Regions from separate parts of the Mus musculus genome. Here regions 2, 3 and 4 are each linked to region 1. The links are chromatin contacts, called in public ChIA-PET and promoter capture Hi-C maps. All regions are on one chromosome and are shown on one strand. The core of a region is the stretch at or near the end of the contact, and the rest is flanking DNA. Distances in the headings are between cores, read along the strand shown. Region 1 holds the start of Hnrnph3 (heterogeneous nuclear ribonucleoprotein H3). Region 2 holds the start of Hk1 (hexokinase 1). Region 3 holds the start of Supv3l1 (suppressor of var1, 3-like 1 (S. cerevisiae)). Region 4 holds the start of Srgn (serglycin).

Evidence for each region. Promoter capture Hi-C pulls out the DNA fragments that hold promoters and counts their contacts. ChIA-PET counts read pairs in DNA pulled down with a chosen protein or histone mark.
Region 2: a promoter capture Hi-C map of pre-B cells shows a contact between it and region 1, with 2.7 times the contacts expected there. The contact joins the promoter of Hk1 here to the promoter of Hnrnph3 in region 1. A contact is called at or near these places in 1 of 39 promoter capture datasets (pre-B cells), 1 of 484 Hi-C or Micro-C datasets (CD4 T cells) and 1 of 115 datasets of contacts at active chromatin or transcription factors (memory CD8 T cells).
Region 3: a contact with region 1 is called in a promoter capture Hi-C map of pre-B cells, with 4 times the contacts expected there. The contact joins the promoter of Supv3l1 here to the promoter of Hnrnph3 in region 1. A contact is called at or near these places in 2 of 39 promoter capture datasets (hippocampal neurons and pre-B cells), 2 of 484 Hi-C or Micro-C datasets (CD4 T cells and embryonic stem cells) and 1 of 115 datasets of contacts at active chromatin or transcription factors (memory CD8 T cells).
Region 4: an RNA polymerase II ChIA-PET map of memory CD8 T cells shows a contact between it and region 1, with 45 read pairs. The contact joins the promoter of Srgn here to the promoter of Hnrnph3 in region 1. A contact is called at or near these places in 4 of 484 Hi-C or Micro-C datasets (CD4 T cells, erythroblasts, regulatory T cells and 1 more), 3 of 115 datasets of contacts at active chromatin or transcription factors (embryonic stem cells, memory CD8 T cells and thymic regulatory T cells) and 1 of 9 other capture datasets (pancreatic islet).

What each region holds. Positions count from the first base shown.
Region 1 is chr10:63,022,049-63,025,491 of GRCm38.p6, forward strand. Hnrnph3 (heterogeneous nuclear ribonucleoprotein H3) reads right to left here and starts at 1,801. Exons shown (of 10, transcript NM_001079824.1): 1 at 1,672-1,801. It overlaps Pbld2 (phenazine biosynthesis-like protein domain containing 2), which reads left to right and starts at 2,464. Exons shown (of 10, transcript NM_026085.2): 1 at 2,464-2,688.
Region 2 is chr10:62,338,734-62,342,176 of GRCm38.p6, forward strand. It overlaps Hk1 (hexokinase 1), which reads right to left and starts at 1,688. Exons shown (of 18, transcript NM_001146100.1): 1 at 1,280-1,688. The coding sequence starts at 1,342. It overlaps Hk1os (hexokinase 1, opposite strand), which reads left to right and starts at 1,501. Exons shown (of 3, transcript NR_168630.1): 1 at 1,501-1,679.
Region 3 is chr10:62,447,878-62,451,320 of GRCm38.p6, forward strand. Supv3l1 (suppressor of var1, 3-like 1 (S. cerevisiae)) reads right to left here and starts at 1,861. Exons shown (of 15, transcript NM_181423.3): 1 at 1,538-1,861. The coding sequence starts at 1,808. It overlaps 4930507D05Rik (RIKEN cDNA 4930507D05 gene), which reads left to right and starts at 1,283. Exons shown (of 1, transcript NR_027926.1): 1 at 1,283-3,443.
Region 4 is chr10:62,506,069-62,509,511 of GRCm38.p6, forward strand. It overlaps Srgn (serglycin), which reads right to left and starts at 1,689. Exons shown (of 3, transcript NM_011157.3): 1 at 1,574-1,689. The coding sequence starts at 1,646. Gm51804 (a long non-coding RNA gene) reads left to right here and starts at 1,736. Exons shown (of 3, transcript XR_003949006.1): 1 at 1,736-1,886; 2 at 2,006-2,219.

The sequences.
Region 1 (3,443 bases), core at 551-3,050:
CTAATGTAACCCAATCAAGAAAATGTGGACGTATCTTTTAGTTCGTTATAGTAGATCTGAACCCTCTGCATTTCCAAAGTCCATGAAGAATCTCCTTTTTTGGCCGGGCGTGGTGGTGCACGCCTTTAATCCCAGCACTTGGGAGGCAGAAGCAGGTAAATTTCTGAGTTTGAGGCCAGCCTGGTGACATGAGTTCCAGGACAGCCAGGGTTATACAGTGAAACCCTGTCTAAGGAAAAACAAAACCAAAACACAACAAAAAAAAAAAGCCACAAAAAAACCAAAAACCCTCCTTTTTCTAGGTGGTAATCTGTTTCTTGGAGATTTTTTTTTTTCGTTTTGAGACGGATTCTTGCTCTATAGCCCTGGAACTCACAAAATACGATTGGGCGTTTTATCCAGCTTTTGTTTTAAATATTGGAATGTACGTTAACAGTTTTCCCATTACTCATGAGCAAGTTAACTTTCAGGCCCAAATGTGCTTTTTTTTTTTTTTCCTTTTTAACCCATTTTCAATGAAAATTAATGACAGTTCCAATTTAAGGACCCAAAACGCGTCAACTAGGTACGCGATTCGGCTTCCAATTTAAGGACCCAAAACGCGTCAACTAGGTACGCGATTCGGCTTCCACTTTAAGAGACCTATTTCGGCTTCAAAACACCACAGTTCGATACAAGTTTTAAACATGCTCAGCCATCAAATGAAACGAAATGCACTGGGCTTTCGGCCTTAATTACAAAACGACACAAAACACAACTCCTGGAGAGTTAACTACCCCAAACACAACTTAACTCTCCACCCTTGCCTAAACGCAGCACCTTCGCAGTTCACCTGGCCCGGACCTGTTTGAAACACACCCACTTTGCACTATTCCTATTAGAAAAGCCATGCACTTCTCTTCCAAAATGAAAAGTCTTGGTCGACACCTAAGAGGGGGACATGGGGTAGGTGGGTGGTAATTCTTTGGAGATGCGCAACGGACTCTCTCCGCAGTTCCAAATAGGGACTAAAAGGTCGGCTAAGCGTCCTTTGCCTCCTCCCGGAGATTTTCCGTTTGCCCAGCTCGCCCTAGAGACCCGGGAGATAGGGGACAGTCCGCCTCCGGCCCCCGGCCAAGGCCATCGCAACCGAGCGGCGGAATTACAAAGGAGGACCGCGGCCGCCTTTGTCCTGCATCTGGCATCGGAGCGCCCTCGTCGTCACTGGCTTCTCCTTCCCCCGCCCCCAGCTCCCCCTGTCTCAACCCTGGAGTCTGCGTCAGCAGCCCCTCGCAGCCCCGCCGGCCCCAGGTAGTCCCTTCGAGAGCACCGGAGGCCCCGGTGGGTGGCCGGGCCCGCCGAGCGCCATTTCCACCCGGAGCGCGTCCCGCTTTCCCGGCTCGCTGAGCTCCCCACCCTCATCCCTACCGGAGAGCTCGGATCTCCCGCCCGCACTCTCTCCTGCCGGACACTTTCCCGTAAGCCGGAGGCGACAAAGTAGCCCGAGCGGGGGAAAGGCGGGAAGGCGACCCGACCGCTACCGGCCCCCAAGATGGCGGCAGCCGAGCGGCGGGGGAGAGCGAGCGAGCGGCCACTCCGCGTTCCCTCACCCGCTCCCGGGCTCTTCGTCCTTCTCCCGACTCCGCTGTCGGCACCGCCGGCCCAACCTACCCCCCCTTCTACTTCAGATACCCTGTGGGGCGTAAGCAACGCCTACACCGACGCTCGCGCGGGTCTGGTCGCGGGCAGGGACGCCTGGCTCGCCCGCTGCTGAGCGCTCGCCACAACGGTTCGGCTCCCTCGCTCCCCTCAACCGTCTCCCGCCGCGCCAACCGCTCTAGGAGCTGCGCAGCCGAGCGACTGCCGAGGGGGGATGGGAGGGGGGCGAGAGAGAGGGAGGGGGCAGGGCCGACTGCCCAGGCCCACCCCCTCTCTGCCGCGCTGCTCTCGCGATACTTGAGTGACAGCGTGGTCTCCCAGGGGGCGGGGCGCAGCGCACCTGCGCACTCGGGACCTGCCCGGTTGCCACCGTGGTGGGCGTGGAGTCGCAGCGAGTGGGCTGTGGCGGACTCCGTTGGCTCCCGCCGACCGACCAACCCTCTGAACCCCGGAGCTCACGTTTGTCCCTCCCCACGGGCCTCTGAGGAGCCGTGGTCACGCGGTTTGCTAAGTTTCTTATCTGCTCCACTGGGAATAGATCCCACAAAGGCCCCCGCGCGGAAGGAGCCACGTGGTTTCTGTCACCCCGCCCCCCAACCCGGGGACGGCTTTGCTGGTCCACCATATTTGCATTATGCAATCAGAAAAAAAGATGAATGTTGCGCCTGCGAAGATACAAAGCGTCTAAACCCAGCAGGATTCCCGTCCTAGCCTGGGGCATCCCCTTTGTTCCCCTGCGTAGGCAGCCTTGGCGCCTTGATTGGTTTCCTACCTGCCAGGTTCGGTTTTTCTCTCCATTAAACCCGGGTGACGGGTCTGTGGTTCACGGCAATAGACTTTATCTAAGTAAGAGTTTGGTATTCCTAAAAATTGTGCTCGCAGGAGACACCTAAAAAAACCGCATGTGGAGGTTCTGTCGTGCTACCAAGATTGCTCCCGACCCGTTTATGGCTTTTTTAAAGTTGTAACACAAATTGCACATGGAAAGGCTGTGGGAAGGTGGAGGGCCACCCTGGTGTTGAGAGACTTGGGAGAGCAAAGCTAATTAAGGTGGGTACGGACAGCAGAGGGCGAAAAGAGGCCGGGCTGGACAGACTAAGGCTGTGAACGTGGATGGGGCTGGGTTGGAATCACCCTTCAGTGTGCATCCAAAGATTTCTTTGTGCTACAAACACTGGGAAGTCCATGTGGAGTGGAGTAGTGGCAGTGTGGAAGGTTGGATTTGATTTACTATGAATTTTTATTTATGTTTATACTAGAGCCAAGAGGCCAATGACTTTCTTGTATGGAAACTTGTATTTCACGGCTTTAATTCATCTTCAAACCTACTTGAAAGTCTTTAGTACTCTACTGATTTTATAGCCCAAAATATCCTTCAGAGAAGGGGGGGGGGGCGCAGTGTGCTTATACTTACAGACAGGAAAATCAAAGTATGTTCTAGAAGCCGTCATAGCTCAGGTTTATTAAGTACTTCCTGAAATGGCATGGTAAGCAGTTCCTTGTCTTTGTTCTTGGGTAGCCAAGGATGTCCTTGAACTCCTGACCCTCTGTGTCTCCATAGCCTTACAAAGTGGTATTTCACAGATGCAGTCCCTAGTCCCACAAGAGTGAAAATAATTACACTTGATAACACTAAACTCTTTTATGTGGTGACAAGTTAGTGGCTTACTGGCCAGACACTTGCTGAAGCTTGGTTATTTTATTGTTACTTTAATCCCCTAAAGTTACCCCACCCCCTCCTTTTAATAGCTGGGGGTTGATTTAGAGCCCAAAGTATGTTCTCTTTTTTAAAAAAGTAACTGGTT
Region 2 (3,443 bases), core at 438-2,937, 680 kb before region 1:
TTCCTGGTCCCTATTCAGGATAAGAGCTGCATCTCCAACAGTCTTGTCTCTCAGCACCTCCCCTTCAGCTGACACCCAGGGGGAGTCTTGGTCAAGTTCTCGAGTGGGAGGAGGGTCAGAGCCCCGCCCAGACTCCACCTCTAACCAGCTGTGTGACCTTCAGGAGGTCACAGTCCCCGGTAAGACTGCTTCTGAAGGTGCAGGATGAGAAGTCTCAGGCCAGGAAAGGACAGAGCCTAGTCACTGCCGCCTCTCACCTGTAGATAGTACCTCTTGTCCCAGTGTCTGTCAGGGTGATGATGCTATTAACCTATCCTAGGGTAGGTAAGGCATACCCATAGCACAAATAAAAATGTCCTAGGTGTTTTCCTAACCAACTTAGTCTATCTCAGGAAAAAAACATCCCGTCTTACTGATGGTGGCAGAAAAGTGAGGTACATCTTTAAGACCCACCAGCAGACGGCACTTTATACTAGATGAACATCACCCCTAGGACCCAGCGTCCATGTGCAAGAACTCACAAGTCACAAGGAACGAATGCCAACCCCTCCGAGCTCTTCAAGTGACTAAAGTGTCTTATTTGAGCTCCTAGGCTGAGACTGCCTGGAAATTACAGGTTTAGAGGAAGAAAAAATTCCATTCAGACGTGCGGTTCTCGACCTGAGGCCTATGAGCAAAGTTTCCGGTGGCCTCTGCTCCCCTCCCCTCACCGGAAAGCCAGGCGGGTCACCCCGTCCTCAGAGTAAGGAGCAGCTGCAACAGCTGGGGGAGCCCAGTGACAGTTTCAGGAGGGCATCGTATTCTCCAAATGGGAACCCCAAATATGGGATGCCTGGCTTCCAGCCAGCACCCCCGCCAGCTGCTCACTCACCTCCCCAGCCTATCTCGGCGATCACACCTTCCCCGCCCACGGCGCGCGTGGACCTTTCAAAACAGGCCTATAGACAGGCCAGCTGGTCCCCACCTAGACAGGTCTCAGCCCGGCACTGCGTGCGGGTACCCATCTGACATCCATGGTCCTTTTCAAGGACACTGCAGTATGCAATCCAGCCGTGGGAGGAAGGGGGGGGGTCTTCAGCCGGCCGCCCAGCTCCTCAAACCACAAGCACGCCCGCATGCCCACAATGCCCGGGTGAATCCCAGCATGAGGCCTGTCGCCTGCACCCTGTAGTCCAACTAGATGCTGTCTAGCCGGGAGAGGCCGGGGGGAGGATGCAGGCGGTGGCGAGCGGATGCGGGAATGCAAGGCTGTGGCCAGGGCGGCGCCGGCGGGGCTCACCTTTTTGACTTGGTCATCCTTCAGCTCGGTGAAGTAATATGCCAGTAGTTGCGCGGCGATCATGTTGACGGTGGGGGATGCGGAGAAGCAGGTGTGGGGCCAGTGGCTCCTCAGTAGCCCTGGTGAGCAGTGGTCCTCCAGCGGCGGATCCGCGACTCCACCTCCTCCTCCCTTGGCTCCTCCCCCTCAGTCCCTGGGCGGGGCGTCTGCCTGCTCTCTCCAGACCTCCGAGCTCCCGTCCCCGGGAGGGTGACAACCGCCAGCCGGCCCACCTCCTCAGTCCCCATTGGCTACAAGGCGCCACTGCCGCGCTATGGCTGGGGCTTCCCAGCCAGAGCAGGAGAATGACGGCCGCTCCCTCCCGCGCCGGAAAGGAGGCATCACCCTGCACGTTCCCCACGTAAGGAGCGCGCGGTCACGCGTGGTGGCACAGTGCCAAGCCAGAGTGGGTGGGGTGTGGGACACGATCTGGAGGGGACCAGAGGACAGATCCAGGACACCACAAACTGGAGAACGCGAACGGAGCCACACCCCTTCCTCGGAGATTAGGGCTCGTCCCCCACCCCTCCCATCCTCCCTGTTGGGGAAGCACACAAGTGGGCGTGGAAAGAGAGCGGAAGCCGAAACTAGGCGGCTTCACAGATCTTGCACTGGGTCCCTGTGCCTGCCTGCCATCGAGGATCCAAAATCTAAGGATGATGCTCGGAGTCCCACCACAGCCTGTCAGAGTTCACATAGCGAAACCCAAAGCGCCTGCCCCTGTGACATCATGTAAGAGCTCATGGTCCCCGAGTGGGAATTTTGGCCTATTCCCAGCCTGTCCCGATCCTCCCACCCTTCTCTAGCTCTTGGGCATCCGGGTTCTGGGAGGTTGGGGGTACTGTTCAGGACTCAGGTTGAGGGGAAATCGTATTTGTACCTTATGACAAGTAAGAACTCTGACATACAGAAGTGGCTCTGATTCTACAGGTGAGGAGTCTGAGGCAATGCGTTACAGTTGCTGCTCAGGAGTCGGGCAGGGTTTTCTTAGCTTCAGTGCTGGTGACCTGGCCGTTGTATGCAGTGTCTCTTACTTAAGCTTCCCTTGCAGGCCATGTTCCCATGACCAGGGCTGCAGCATCTGTCCTGAGGGAACTATAGAGGCTAACTTCTAGCCCACACCTGGGGGGCTAGGAGCCCATGCCTGGAACACCCCTCAAGTACCCCAGGACCCTTCCAGCCACCACTGCCCACTGAGAAAGAGGTGGTAGACCTGATACCTCTATCCAGGACACATCCCCACCCTGCCCAATGGCAGGTGCAGATGTGTCCTCAGTCACTTCTTTACCCCTAAGATGGAGCTGTAACTACTGATGTCTACACCCCATGATTTTTGTGAAAGAGCATAAACACTTGTGTCTAACAAATTAAGTGGGAAGTACTCTCATAGAATGAACTTGGGAGCCTACAGGTTAAAGTTTGGGGGGGGGGGCGCAACCTGTATATCGCCATTTCCAGGCCCAGGGAGGGCCTAACTGTTGTATTTAAATTATTTTCCTAATAGGATCTCCCCTCAAAAAGATTAGCATTTGAGGCCCACATAAATCTCAAACTAACACACACACACACACATATGCACAGGCGAACGCTACCAACATGGCCACCAGTGTCAGGACAAAATGGTTCTTCTAAGCTGCATTCGACTCTGCAAATGTAGTTCTGCCAGCCAGCTCTCAAGGCTGGGACATCTTTGAGGATGGAGGGTTGTTTTGTTTTCTCAGAGCTCTGTAGGTTGAATGGGCCATCTCTCTGCTCCCCGTGTTAGACTCACGGCCCCCTCACTCAGCCTTCAGCTATCACTATAATCTGTCCCCATACAACCCTTACCCAACAAACCAGAATTGGGAAAAAGCTGGCCAAACTTATAGGCAGGTAGGCACCTCTGCTATCCCTTCCCCCAACCCCTGTACCAAGGTGACTCAGTACACACACACACACACACACAGAGGCACTAAGGCTTAGCATTATTTCCTAATTCACATCTCTAAGTCAGACTCACTGCCGCTCCCAATACCATTACCACCCCAGTTTTTCGCCTGTCTAGCTAGAAATATTACAAGAACATTTAAGGTGGCTTTCTGGTTGTTGGCTACCAGCCATCCAAGCCATTCTGAGCTGCAGGCCA
Region 3 (3,443 bases), core at 611-3,110, 570 kb before region 1:
TGGTTGTGAGCCACCATGTGGTTGCTGGGAATTGAATTCAGGACCTGAAGAGTAGTGAGTGCTCTTGTAAGCCATCTCTCCAGACCCTATAAAAGATTTTTTTTTAACAATTGTTTACCAATTTAGACAAATCTACAACAAAAGGAATTTGAAGTCATAATACTAAAGGCCGGGGCCTCAGGAATGCTTTGAGAGTGTGAAGCTTTGGGCTACTGTGCAATGGAGTAAGAAAAATGACAAGAGTACAGCAATGCACCATCCCTGACAGACCACAGACACACAAGGAGAGAGCCAGTCCCCCTCCCCCCACCCCCACAGAGTCACCATCAAACCTCCCCTTGTGCCCAAAGCTCTTCTTGAGTAACCAAGAAAAGGCAAGTCCTGCTATGAGAGGCAGATGTAATTCACTACTAAGAGCAGTGTTAGCAACGGTAGCCTGTGCAGTAATTAATGACAATCCCCAGTCTGAGAACAGCTCGAGCTTATCTTGAGGAGGGAAAAAGTAGAGGGAAAGGAAGGGGAAGAGGAGGAGTACTACCTTGTTAGTTGATTTCACAGTACTGGGAAATGACCCCACGGCACTGCGTGCTTGGCAAGGCATATATCCCAGGGTTATATCTTCAAGCACATTAAAAAAGAACACTCTGCTGCCTGGAGGTGCAGGTAGCCCAGGCCTTTGATCCAGGGACTCGGCAGGCAGACACAGGCCTATCTCTGTGAGTCTGAGGCCAGCCTGGTCTACAGAGCACATTCCAGGACAGCCAAAGCCACACAGAGAAACCTTGTTTAATTTTTTTATTTTGAAATAGGACCTCTCTTAAGTTTTCCAAGCCTGTTTTGAACTCATTCTGTAGCCCAGGCTGGTATTGAACTTGCCATCCTCTGCCTCTGACTCCCAACATGAAGCCTATATTTTAAAGTCACAATAGGAAGCATCAATATTGCTTGTTGAAGAGCCAGGAAGACAGCTTGTGCCTAAAAGAAATGTGGTTTTCTTTCAGTCTCTAAGAATGTCATTTGGTGAAAAGAAACCTTTCACCCTCCCATTGTCAAGCTCACCCAAATGCAGGTAGGACAAAACTCACTTCAACCCAGTGATGCTAAAGGTTTTTTTTTTATTCATCTCTGGAACCTGGGACGATACTACTTTTTGGCAAAGACAGTTTTATCAACTTTTATCTTGTATTTAAATTCAGGTCTGTCTCGTGGGAGAGTAAATTTATTGAGAAATCCGGATCTGAGACCCGTTGTCTTGGCAACCAGATGGAATTTTAACATCGTTAGACATCCACATCAGGTCAATGGCAAGTCCTCACTGTTTAATCCCTCCATGAGGACTCTAGGAGCACAAGCGGCGCACCACTTAGGGACAAAACTCTTAACCTCCTCGACCGAAGAGAACGGTCAATGTCAACTACAGAAGAGACTAAATATGACTTAGGCTCGGGTGCTAAGGGCTCCAAAAAGGAACAGACATTGCACTATGTAGGCCCAGGCTGCAGACCCTGCCGCTCTGCCGGGAGGCTCCAGCACTCACTCTTGTCTAGAGGCCGAGTGAGCTCCGCGCCCACGTCGCCATCGGCGCTGGGACCCTGAGGCTTCACCGTCAGCGGCACGAACAAGGACGTGTTCGGGGCTTTGGAGCCACCAGAGGCAGAGGAGGAGGCGGCCAAGCAGGGAACGCGTCCTGAAGCCCCCGGGAACGACCCCACGAGAGCGCGAAGGGCGGAGCAAGGGGCCGCCCGGGGCCCAGCCCCGCGCCCCGCCGGGAGCCGAGCCCACAGCAAGGTACACCGAGGCAAGGACATTGAGGCCGCGGCTCGAATGGAGCCGGGGAAAATCCGGACCACTGGCGCCGCTCGGTGACGTAGCTCCGGCGCCCGCGGAGCGAAAGGACCCAGAGAGACACAGGGCTGCCCCCGCGTGCGCCTGAAGGAAAAGGAGATGGAAGGGTTGGGAGCGCGCCTCTTCGTGGGAGCACGACCTCTGTACGTTACAGTGGCAGAAACGAGCTCCCATCCTCTCACTCTTTCTGCGGCAATTGGCAGCGTCTTTCTCGAAAGAAGGGAAAGTAATCAGGCATCTTAAGGGATGTTACAGATGCGCGGAAGGGAACCGTACAAGCGTCGTCATGTGACCAAACTGTCTATCCTGCATCATGTGGCTTCAAACGCTAAAGTGCATTTCCAAGAAGATTGGTGCATTAATATCCGTAGTTTCCTGATAGGATAACGTTAGAGGACGTAGCTTGATCTGCTACAGATCAAGACGGGTTGCAGAGAAATCCGGTTGTACGATAACTGGCGCTTACGTGACACGTGTGTCAATACACGTGCTTCTCTCCTTGGTGCTAGGGCTCCATGTAGGGGCCATGAGCAAGCTAGGCATGTGCTCCACCATGAGCTGCAGAATTCAGTTAACGTGAGCAGTTTGTACTCCTCGCATCTCGAAAGTTATAACCACAAAGTATGCTCTGTGTACCTGGTTAAAGTTTGATCTTACTCCTATCTACTACAGCACTCGGTCCCACCCGAGTTGTAAGGAAAGAGGTGCCTCTGTTCGTTCCGTCTGGGCGTGACCATTCAGTTCTTGGCCGGCCAAACACTAGGAGGGAAGCCATGTGTGGCGACGTTCCCTCAGTCCTCTGCCGAGAGGTCCCCAACACCATCTAGTTTCTGAGTTCAGGAGCCGTTCGGTTTTTAGAAAATTGGACCCAGTAACAACTTCGTTCGTTCGGTGTCTGGTGGTCCTCATTCCAACCCGCGCCATCGGTCAATCCTCTGTCTCTATCCCTTCTTGACAAGTTTTCTGATTTCAGAAAATGAGTTGCGGGATATGGCTTCGGAGTCAAAGCTCTAAAACCATCTGGTGCTAAGTCAAAACCCTCAAAGTTCGGACCCTGAACTCGAATGGCCTTCCTTCTCTGAAATTGATCGAGGGTCTTTCGATCTCAACTGCACTTATTCTATCCGCAGAGTCTGCAGTAATAATATGGGTAGGCCTCCTTGAGAACCCTCCTTGGTGAGAGGCTCATGGGTTTGGTTCATTTGGCAAACGAACAAGGTCAGGTTTATTGGTGCAGCTCTTGGACCAAGGACCCATGATGGACGATTCTTAAGAGTCCTGAGCAAGGGGAAAGGTTGTGTGTCAGACAAGAGCTGGCTTTTTTTTCCCCATGTAAGGTCATGACTCAAGTGCCTGGTGATCATTCAGGAGAAGGGCTGTGGCTACCTGGAACTCGGTTTCGGCACCATCGGTGGGGGTGGGGCTGTAGCGAGCTGGAGCCTAACACCTGGGTTAAGACTTTGTCCTTGGGCTGGAGAGATGATGGTTCCGTGGTTAAGAGCACTAGCTGCTCTTGTAGAGACTTGGGCTCCCAACTGTCTGTATCTTCTGTACCCCCTCACACAGACATGCAGTCAAAGCACCAATGTATATAAAAT
Region 4 (3,443 bases), core at 439-2,938, 520 kb before region 1:
TTACATGCACGCCTCTGGTAGAGAGACACCCAGAGCCAGGTGTCACAAATGCGGAATTCACAGCTGTCCATCTTGCCAGAGCACGTGGCTACCGGGGACTATTTCATGAAGCCAAAGGTTTTTCCCTGAAAGATCCGCATGAACTTGAATTCTGAGTCAAAGGGAAAAGTGTGGCTCTAGCTGTGTAGCAGAGCCCCGGACATGCATGAGGCCCTGGGTGTAGGCGCCAATATCACAAAGCTACATAAATAGAAGTGAGCCTTAGCAAGGTCACTTCCTGTTTTCCGATGACGACGTTAGCATAGCCCCATGAAAATAAGTTTCTAAACTTCCACTATGCAAGGAATTTCTGAAGTAACCTGTGAGATGTCATTTCGACCGGAAGTAAGAACGCTACAGCTAGGAGTCACTTCGAAGAAACTCCAGGACACGTATGTCGCTGTGACTCAACATTTCCTTTATGTTTTTCAACCATAAACTCGGCAACTTATTTATCAGGCCATGACCTTCTGCCTCATTTAGACATAGTTCCCTAAATATTAAGGCGAATAAAGTGTGCTTCTTTGTAGTTGTTGTTTGTTTGTTTGTTCTACAAACATTCCATCTTCTTAGAAAAAGTTTGAGGTTGAGTCAGCATGACTGAACAGCTGTAAAAGACAGTCAAATTTACAGACAGGTTTTCAAACGAAAACCTGTTTTCTGGACGAGAGCACAAATGCTAACACTCCTCAGGCTGTTTCTAAAATATTGTTTTAGAGTTAGCATTTTGCCTAGCCAAAATTGAATGTTTGGTAAGAGCCGAGCTTAAGAAGAAAGTAAAAATAGCTACATTTACCCCAATTAAAAAAAAAAAAAAAAAAAAAGCCGGGCAGTGGTGGCGCACACCTTTAATCCCAGCACTTGGGAAACAGAGGCAGGTGGATTTCGGAGTTCGAGGCCAGCCTGGTCTACAGAGTGAGTTCCAGGACAGCCAGGGCTACACAGAGAAACCCTGTCTCAGAAAATCACACACACACAAAAGCCTCTTTCATTGTTAAAATAACAGCGCCATCAGATTCCGTTCTTTGGAACCCAGCATGGAGACATACACCTGTTATCCCAGCACTCGGGAAGTAGAAGTTCCAGGTCCTCTTCAGCTGTATAGCAAGTTGAAGACCATCTTACGCTACATGAGACCTTATATCAAAATGGAGTTCATGCAGACAACTCAGTGATAGGATGCTATTCTAGAAAATTCCATGATGCCACCATCTCAGTAGATCAGTTGGGTAATTTTCCATTTATTTCTTGAATGCTTTAAATGAATAAACCACACATCTTTACCCAAAAAAATAAGAACACTTTTCAGTCATCCTGACAGGTTTTAAGGCCACCACTTACCTTAGAGTTTAATTAATTATTATTATTTTTTAGACCAAACTCAAGTAAACTCACACGAGGTTGTTGAGGCACCTGAAATCCTTCCTTACCTCCCCTCCCACAATAGGACACCCTGCACCTTCAGATGAAGACAATTACTTGTGCATATGCTGATGCCTTCAGAGCAGAGAATTAAAGATCCTGGGTCTCTTACCTTGCACTGAAGATCCCCAAACCAGGACGAAGGCGAGAGCCAGGACAAGCCTGCTGCCGACGGGAACCTGCATCCTGACCAGCTCGGCTCCACTCAGCCTCTGGATTAGCAAATGTAGCAGGGTGCTCTTTCTGTCCCTTTTAGAAAGAGGTTCCAAAACCTCAGACCCTGCCCAAGAACACACGTCACAGTTTCCTGAACAAATAGAAAGAGATCCACATCAACACCCAGAAAGAAGAAGAAAGTTGAAAAAAACAACAACTGTTCATACCCATGATGAAACTCCACCGGACTCCCCCTAGGCGTTTGCTGTGTGGTTATTATTTTTTCTTTTTCCAAAAAGCTCTGCCATCTGTCATTTGCATGTTTAAAAAAAAAGTTTTCCCCATCAAAAAGTCGAATCAGCACTTTCTTCCCCCTCCCTTCCTTCAGGTAACAATCTAAACAGACAGGAGGACTCAGCTGTTCCAGAACTGAGCTCGGCTCATCCACAGCGCACATCAAAGAGAAGCTGGGCGCGCACAGAGTCAGGCACAAGCAGGGAACATTCCGAGCCGAGCTGGGTTCTCAGCCCCCAGGATGAGCGGTCTCCGTTAACGTCCAGAGTCTGCTAGAATTCCTGGCTTTCCCTCTAGCTCACAAACAGGTGAGGAATATATATATATATAAAATCAGCTGCTCCCCAGGGATTGAGACCATGCATGTTTGCATCTTTTTTTCCTGTTTTTTTTTGTTTGTTTGTTTGTTTACTTCGAAAAAAAATTTTTCTTTCTGGTCTTGAGTAAGGCAAAAATCAGGAACAAGGAGGGCAGGTCCCCCCCTCAGAGGGCCGTGGAATGTGAAAACAGAGACACAGATGCTGCCGTTCATAAAGGACTAGCCGTTCCCTGGCCTCGAAGATTGCGGGGCTTTGGGGGTGCGGGTGCGGGAATGGCCACTCTGTGCTAGCCTCACAGTAAGGGTGGTTTTACGCTGTATCTGTAGCGAGACAGCTTTCTCTGCCTTTGCTCTGAGGGCTCAACCATTCTCCACTTCAGGGTGTCCGTTCCTCGGCTGCTCAGATGCCTGCCCCTTGGCCATCCTTTGATGGGTGGGAGGAGTTTCCTTCCCCTTGTTCTGGGCTTCCTGCTGATTCCTTAAGGTTTCCTGATAAGGACAGACTTTAGAATCTCATAGCTCAGGAGCCCTGATAGAGAAAATGAAGCCCTCCTTAGAAACTTCTCCTCAGAAGCCCCCTCAGAGCCTGGAAACCCTCAACTGTAGCAACCGAGGCGCACAGAGACCCAGCGCACACCGTGTGGAGTTTTAGTATCTGTTGGGATTTCTCTCCTCTGCCTTTGGTCCCTTTTCATGATAAGCTTCAATTAAAGCCCTGATAACAAAACGAAAGATCATGTTAACAGCTTCAGGAAGTTTCTCACGACACCTTCAAGGCAATTAGAAGTAGAGATGGATAATTTAGTCACCTTCACACAACCTACAATCACGTGGGAAGGGAGTCTCAGGGACGGAGATAGCCCGGATCAGGATGGCTATGGACAGGCCTAAGGGGGATTGTCTTGGTTATTTGGTGTGGGAAGATCCAGCCCATAGTAGGCAGCGTGATGCCCTCCCTGGTTTAGGGATCCGGATGGCAGCAAGCTGAGAGAAAACCAGCAATCATTTGTTCCTCTCTGCTTTGGATTGTGCAATCAGCTGCTTCAAGTTCAAGCCGCCTTGACTTCCTTGCAATGATGCACTGTTCTCGTAACCTGGAAGCGTGAGCTAAAATGTGACCCTGAGCCCTTTCTTCCCTAAGCTGCCTTTTGTAGGGTAGTTTATCACAGTGACAGAAACAAAACCCAAACAACCAAAACTAGTACCTGAAAGT